Regions from separate parts of the Mus musculus genome. Here region 2 is linked to region 1. The links are chromatin contacts, called in public Hi-C maps. All regions are on one chromosome and are shown on one strand. The core of a region is the stretch at or near the end of the contact, and the rest is flanking DNA. Distances in the headings are between cores, read along the strand shown. Region 1 has its middle 62 kb from the start of Gm23625. Region 2 has its middle 32 kb from the start of Gm38824.

What was found. Hi-C and Micro-C count contacts between places; a contact is called where the count stands out from the background.
Region 2: a Hi-C map of the G1E-ER4 cell line shows a contact between it and region 1, with 2.4 times the contacts expected there. The contact joins two enhancer-like sites. A contact is called at or near these places in 1 of 15 datasets of contacts at CTCF or cohesin (the G1E-ER4 cell line) and 3 of 484 Hi-C or Micro-C datasets (all in the G1E-ER4 cell line).

Annotation. Positions count from the first base shown.
Region 1 is chr6:66,049,576-66,053,134 of GRCm38.p6, forward strand. No RefSeq gene overlaps it. Among named protein-coding and RNA genes, the nearest start is that of Gm23625, 62 kb to the left of the region's middle. Within about 2 kb of position 2,301, at least 12 of the 459 cell types and tissues checked have an H3K27ac peak or open chromatin away from gene starts, as enhancers often do. A contact at or near this core is called in the G1E-ER4 cell line, where this site is marked.
Region 2 is chr6:66,345,551-66,349,302 of GRCm38.p6, forward strand. No RefSeq gene overlaps it. Among named protein-coding and RNA genes, the nearest start is that of Gm38824, 32 kb to the left of the region's middle. Within about 2 kb of position 1,966, at least 12 of the 459 cell types and tissues checked have an H3K27ac peak or open chromatin away from gene starts, as enhancers often do. A contact at or near this core is called in the G1E-ER4 cell line, where this site is marked.

The DNA of each region.
Region 1 (3,559 bases), core at 1,051-3,550:
AAAGATCCGAAAGAGTTATTTAAGGTACATAGAGTATGATAAAAGTTATATAAAGTATATCAAGGATGAGACTTAAAATAACATATATATGATATTAAGGTTCTTGTAAGGCCAAAAGTCAACCTGTAATCTCCACCTACCTAAGGACCAGGTAACTTCTTGGGATGCTGGGAGTTGTAGTTTTTAGAAATTAATAAAGCCACATGGGAAAATATGGTGGATTAATAGTTTTATCCTTAAAAAGCCCCTACAACGTGTGTCTAGTCACTACTTGCTGGGAATTCCAGAGAGTGGTCCTGACCAAGGTCCATTCTGGCTAGCATTTAATTAAAACTTGCTTAAATTTTTGCTCAAAATGTAGAACTTGTTTATCTTTGGTGAATCTCAGTATTAACACTTTCAAGTATAAAATCAACAAGTATAAAATACTTGTTTGAATGTATGTCAAATCAAGATTTATTTTAAAATATCTTGTTATCACAATAATATATAATGGTCATAGTATCACACTGCCATAACTGATCTGGATGTTTGCCATGTGGCAAACTATACTGGTTTCTTTAACTATACTGGAATATAACTCACCATTTCTATTTGTTTGTCATTGATTGGTCAATATGGCTATGCCACTCTCATGTGAGTGACCTGTAATGCCTAAGACTTTGCGGTCCACAAGTGATTGAAGGTACCATTTCTCAAACATCATCAATTCATTCATCATTTAAGTTTTCCAGCTTCTCATCATCACAGGTACCCTGTGTGGATGGATGCTTTCCATCATGCTATAAAACTCTGTGTCCTGGTTTCAAAATGGAATTCCCCTTTGGGTGGCATGTTCCTGATTTTTAAAGAACTCTGTCCCTCTGAGTGGACAACTTGAGGTATTAGTTATCCTGTCCCAGAGGCATCCACCTGGTCTACATAAAGAAAATTTTCTAGAGTCCATTCATTGGCCTGTGATATTATCTCCAGAAGGAATTATTCAACCAAACTGGTTATGGGCTGTAGCCTTGGGCAATGTGGTCATTTATAGGATTTTTGGAAAAGATGAACATGGACATATTTTTCTATTGGGACTCACTGCTTGTGTTAATCCTCCATATTTGTTACTGATGGAGAGTCCCTCTATTTAACAAAACGGGGAATACTTCAAGTTATCTGCACCAATTATATTCTATTTAGTTGTGTGCCTTCTCCTCTGCTGCTAAGAGCCTTCTATTGCTTTGGTAGTCTTCCTTTGTTACAGGTCCCATGTATTGTAAGATGAACAACTTAGTGATTTTGGACAGCAGGTTCTCCTTGAATTACATCAGGCTCTTATTAGGGAGCAAAGATTTTTAGGTCAGATTTTAATTAGCAATATTGTGGTGGTCATTGGTATGGCATCCACAGCTGCTTCTACAACATCTCTTCAACCCCCTTCAACACCCTCCAACCTTGATTCAATATTATCATTGAAATTGTTGCATGGTGATTGTTTCAGCAATGCTGGGAAGCATTTGTTGGCTCAGAGAGTGTAGGAACCTCATCAACACTCAGACACAAGTAACTCATCTGTCCTCAAAATAGTCAAAAGGAGGAGGGAACTGTTGAGGACTAGATTAACTCAGGCTTTTCCTGAGGTCCTGATATATGGAGAAGAAACATAGTTCCTTCTCTAAACCAAAAACATGCTTGACATAACCAGCAATGAAGTGGAGCCAGAGCTGTGGGAAAGCTGAGGCTTCAAATCCTGAGAAGCCATCCCTTGCCATGTTTGGAGTTCCCAAGGCCACTGTGTACTCAGTCTCTGATGCCCTTGAGATAACCTATGTTCTCCTTCATTGATAGATTAGGTTCTTGCTGACTTTGTTCCATTTTATGACACCCTTCCGCTGACTATCCCACAGATAGTATATAAGATATTGTACTTCTTAATGAACTTGCTTGGCATAAGTTATTAGCTTGTGCAAGAACTTCTGACCCCAGATTTCCTTTCTTCTTCTTTAATTTGTCCTCTCACTCAGGACCATGCCACCTGCTGACCAAGGTCAGCTATAAAGAAATCCTCTGACAAGGGAAAGGAAAAAAGTCAGTTCTGGAAAGACCTGGTCACTGCAAACAACAGAGCAGATCCAGTGAGAGCAAGGAAAGCTGACAGCTAAATAGTTAAACATGAAGTCACTTGGGTTGTAGTTGTTTAATTGCAGCAAGATAGACTCAGTATAGGAACTGAAGTAGAAGGTAGCTTGTCTTGCTTGAGGAAAGGCTGATCAATGGAATGGAGGTAATTTATATAGCTTGCTCTGGTGCTGTCGATCTGCCACTCTCTACCCGCCTCCTTTGTGAGTACGTGTGTGTGTGTGTGTGTGTGTGTGTGTGTGTGTGTGTGTGTGGCTGGATGGCTAGCTAGCTAGCTAGCTGGCTTCCTCTCTATCTCCTCATTTCTCCCTCTCTCTCCCCTATCTAAAATCCCTGTCTATTTATCTATTACTGCGCCCCCCTTTGAGTGGTGGATAGGTCATTGTACATGGTAGATAAGCATTCTCCCACTTAAGATACACCTCAGCTCAGATCTATTTTGATCATAATTTGACTCTGAGCCTCAATTATAACCAAATTTCTCAAAAAATTAAAAGAAAATTATAATTCTAGACTAAATAATTAAATAATGCTAATATATGTATTCTTATTCCCACTCCTTTTTTTTTTTAATGGCATGCAGAGTATCTTTGTGACTAGGCAATTTAGTTGCAGAGGTTCCTCCATCTTGTATTCTTACTGACCCTATTCAGGTTTAACTAGAATCTGCTAGAATCTGATCTTTTTGATGGAGAATCCCTTGGAAAACTACCCAATTTCATTCTAGGAAACAAAGATCAAGAAATTCTAGCTAACTTATCTTGGCCTTTGTTAAAGCTGCTAGTCTGTGTGGAACCTCCTCCAGCTCACTGCTTATCTTAGTTGTCTGTCTGTGCAGAGTGCCCCTTCAGGCTAGCTAACTGCTTATCTTAGCTTCTGCTAAACTTGCTTGCTTCAAACTGCTTGTTTTTAAAAATTCTCTCCATGTTTGGACACCCTGGGCCACACCTACATCTGTACCTATCAACACTGACTATTGTCCCAGCTGGTTAGAGTAAAGACTATCAACTGGCTATATACTGTGTCTGAGTTGTCATCTTTGTTGGGTGGCCATAACATCTTCTTATACCAAAGATGCTAGAACACAGGGGTGAAGGCTGCAATATCTGTAAATGGGATTTTACCAACTGAGTTGAGGATATAGAGTGGCAAACTTCCCTTTTATGTCCTACAAGACTTGGTACCCTTTGTGTACAGACTCTGTTCTATATTCAGAATACTAAGACCAGTCTGGAAGTGAGCAGATGAAAACCTTACAACTATTGTAAAGGCTTTGATTTGAATTTTTTTATATTCAGAAAAAATTGTTAAGGATTATAGTTGGCAAAAAATAAAAGTGGTCAAATAGATTTCTATGGTATTTTGGAACAAAGTATTCTCTTTATTTAATTTATATATCATTTAATTTTTTAGAGATACTTCTGAGAAAGATTCATTT
Region 2 (3,752 bases), core at 716-3,215, 300 kb after region 1:
ATTCATAAGTATTCACTCGTCTTGGGGCAACTAGACCTTGGAGTACAGAATGCAACATTACAATACATAACAATAGATCAAACCACAACAATGCCTGGTACAAAAGAATTGGGACAATTCATTAAGACTACGTAACATCTATAAACATATGTATAACAAGAACTGGGATTCCTGTTCTCATTAAACAACTACTAAGACATAAAAATGTCAGCTGAATCCTGATACAGTGGTAGTGATTTATTTTAGTACCCAACTAAAAATCAATAGAGAAACATCAAAGTTAACACTGTAGGTCAAGTAAGTTTAACAGGTAGATGCTGAATATTCTAACCAGTAGATTACAAAATATATATTCTTTTCAGCCACCTATGGACTCTTTTTAAAAGTAGACCACATTTGATGTTACTAAATACAAAAACTTGAAATATTTTTTATATTTGATCAGATTATAGTTCATTAAATGCAAACATCAACAGCAAAAGAAAGTATATAAACCACACAAATACTTGGAAAACTGAATACTCCTTTGAGTGAACAATATGTCATTTGGAAAAATAAGGAATAAATTTTAAAATTCCTAAAATCCAATGAAAAGGAACACACAGCTAATCAGAATCTTTGTGATATAGAGAAGGAAATTATAAGAGACAAGGATATAGCAAAGATCACTTAACTAAAACAACTAGAGAGTGATCCAACAAATAATGAAATGATGCACCCCAAAATGTTGAGACATAAAAACAAGCAAAACCCCCAAAGTAATAGACAATAAGAAATTCTAACACAGCATAAATTAAGTAAATGGGGATCAAAAGAATGGAGACAAATAATAAGTGGAATTAATCTAAAATATTAAAATAGTTGATTTCCTAAGAAGATAATCAAGATTGGCACATTTCTACCAAGCTAGCCAAAAGAACAAGAGTGAATTAATAACATTAAAGATTTAAAAGAGTCTTTTTTTTTCCCCAAGGCCAGCCTGGCCTACATAGCAAGTTCTAAGCCAACCAAGGCTACATTACCTCAAAAGAAAACAAAACCAAGAAAGAAAGAAAACTGACTATAGATGCTATACAAGGACTCAGAGGAAGAGGAACCCAGATATGCTCTTGATGAGGATGTGAAATTGGTGTGAGAGTTTCTCACAAAACTAAAAATAGAGTCCAAATGGACAACTCAGCAGTTAAGAGCACATACTGCTCTTCAAAGGACCCATGTCCAGCTCCTAGCACCCATGTTAGGTAGCTTACAACTGCTTGTAAGTCCAGCTCCAAGGAATCTAGCACTTGGTCTAGACTACATGGCACTTACATGCACACACAACACTGATGCACACAGTTTAAAATAGTAAAAGCAAATATTTTTTAAAGCCTAAAAATAGCCGCAGGAGGGAGCAGGTACCTGTGAGGCAGAAGAGCCAGCCGCCAGGTGCACCAGCTGGGTCTCTGATTGCAGGCACCCTGCCCAGCCATGCCTTTTGGGGACAAGAATGACACATGTTACCACCAAGGGCCATGCAGATGTATGTGGTCTGTGCTGCCAGCTTGATGCTCCATTGATATCTGTGGGCAGTGCTGGCACTGGGAACCATATTAACTGAGTGACCTTAGCTGCCATCTGAAGTCATGGTGATATCTGGGTTCATGGTCCTACTGCAGCCAGGGCCTGTGTTGATAGTAGTGATCTAGGTCACCACTGAAGACCACAAGGATATCCATGGTCACCAGAAACTACGGGAGGGCCCATGGGCCATGCTGCCATCTGGAGCCATACTAATGGAGTGTCCTGCATTGCCACCATGGACATCATGGCGATGTCCTGGTCTGTGTTGTCATCAAGGGTCATGTCTTTGTCCATGATCCTAATGCAGCCAGGAATTGTATTGATGTCTGTGGCTTGTGTTACCACTGAAGGCCATGAGGATGTTTGTGGTCTGTCCTGCACCTAAACTCAAGCTACCGCCTGAGGTCCTGCTGATGTCTGTGGTTTGGACAGTTTCCAAAGCCCTTATCTCAGCCTGTGGTCATACTGCCTCAGGAGGCCATGTTTGTGGTCTGTTCTATCACCAGAAACCATGTGGAGGCCCATGATCAGTGATCTTGCTAACTATGATCAAAGTGGCTACCTTTGCTGTGATATTTAGGACTGTAGGCTCACAGTTGAGAGGAAGGGACATGGAAGCCTTTTGTAACATCCCCTAATCCCCACACTCCACTCCCTCAATCCCTCCAAAAGTAACAGCCTAGACAGGAAGCCACTGATATGAAGAAGATGCTGAAGAGTAGCTCTCTACAATTGATAGCTTCTAGCTAACAAAGGTATGGGAGGGGAAGGACTTAGTTTTGTTTAAGGGGGCAGGCAACTGAGAGAATTTGACCATGCTCCAGTGAATATACAGATAAAACAAAGTAGACTTGGTTATTTTGTTTGTTTGATGGATTGATTTCTGCTTATTTTCTTATTACTTTTATTATTTCTTTGGGGGGTAAAGGTGGAGGAAAATGTAGAAGGAATTGGAAGAGATTGTGATCTCAAGGAGCATGATGTAAAATTCCCAGAAAATCAGTAAAAGTGTTATGGGAGAAAAAATATAGAACTACCATGACCCAGTTATACCACTCCTGGGTATATACCTAGGGGACTTTAAGTCACCGTATCACAAGATACTCAAATATCCATGCCAACATGTATAGTACTCACAGTAGCTTAGAAACAGAACCTGCCTAGATGTCTATCCATACATAGATCAATATTTAAAGAAACTATGCTAAGAATACACACCAAAATTTTACCCAACAACAAAGAAAAATTAAATTATTACATTTTCCAGGAAAACTGATATAACTGGAGATCATTATGTTAGACTGAGTAGCCAGACTCAGAAAACAAATAGGACATATTTCAAGTGTGTGTGTGTGTGTGTGTGTGTGTGTGTGTGTGTGTGTGTGTATAAGCCAAGAAAGTAGGAAGGAAGAGATGGTAACAAAGTTGGAGAAAAGAACAGGTAATTGAATGCATATGACATGAAATCAAAGGATGAATGTAGAAAAGAAGTGAACCAGGAAGTTGAGACAAGAACAGTCAAAGAGAACAATAAGGGAAAGAGGTGAATAAGCAAGAGGATGGTCAAAATTCCTTAAGGAAAGCCATTACTTTGCATATTGTCTTAGTTACTGTTATATTGTTGTGATAAAATACCATGACTAAGGAAACTTTTAAGAGAGAGTATTTAACTGGGGGAGTGATTACAGTTTCATAGAGTTAATCCATAATCATGATGGTGGGGATCCAGGCAGGCAGGGGCATGTCACTGGAGTGATGACTGAAAGCACACCTGATGAGAATGTTTCAGGCAGATAGAGAAGAAGGAGTGGGCTGGGCCTAGCCACACACTATTGAAATTTCAGTGACAAACCTCCTTCAACAAGGCTGCACTTCCTAATCCTTTCCAGAAAGTTCCACTAACTGGGGACAAAGCATTCAAACATTTGAGCCTGTAGGGTTCTTTTCATCAAACAGCACACATACTAATTTAAAAATTATAAAAGAATATTATATTCTTCATATTCAAATCAATATGCATTCATAACTCATAACAGATGTCTAATCACTGTTGTAGTTGGCATTATAGTACACTACTCCAATATATTCAGAACTATTTGAGATTTCTTCATAGCATTAGCTGTATACTAAGTATAATTTTGTTTACTGGTTATTTTATTATAGAAAGAAGAGTTCCCAGGAAAAGCCAG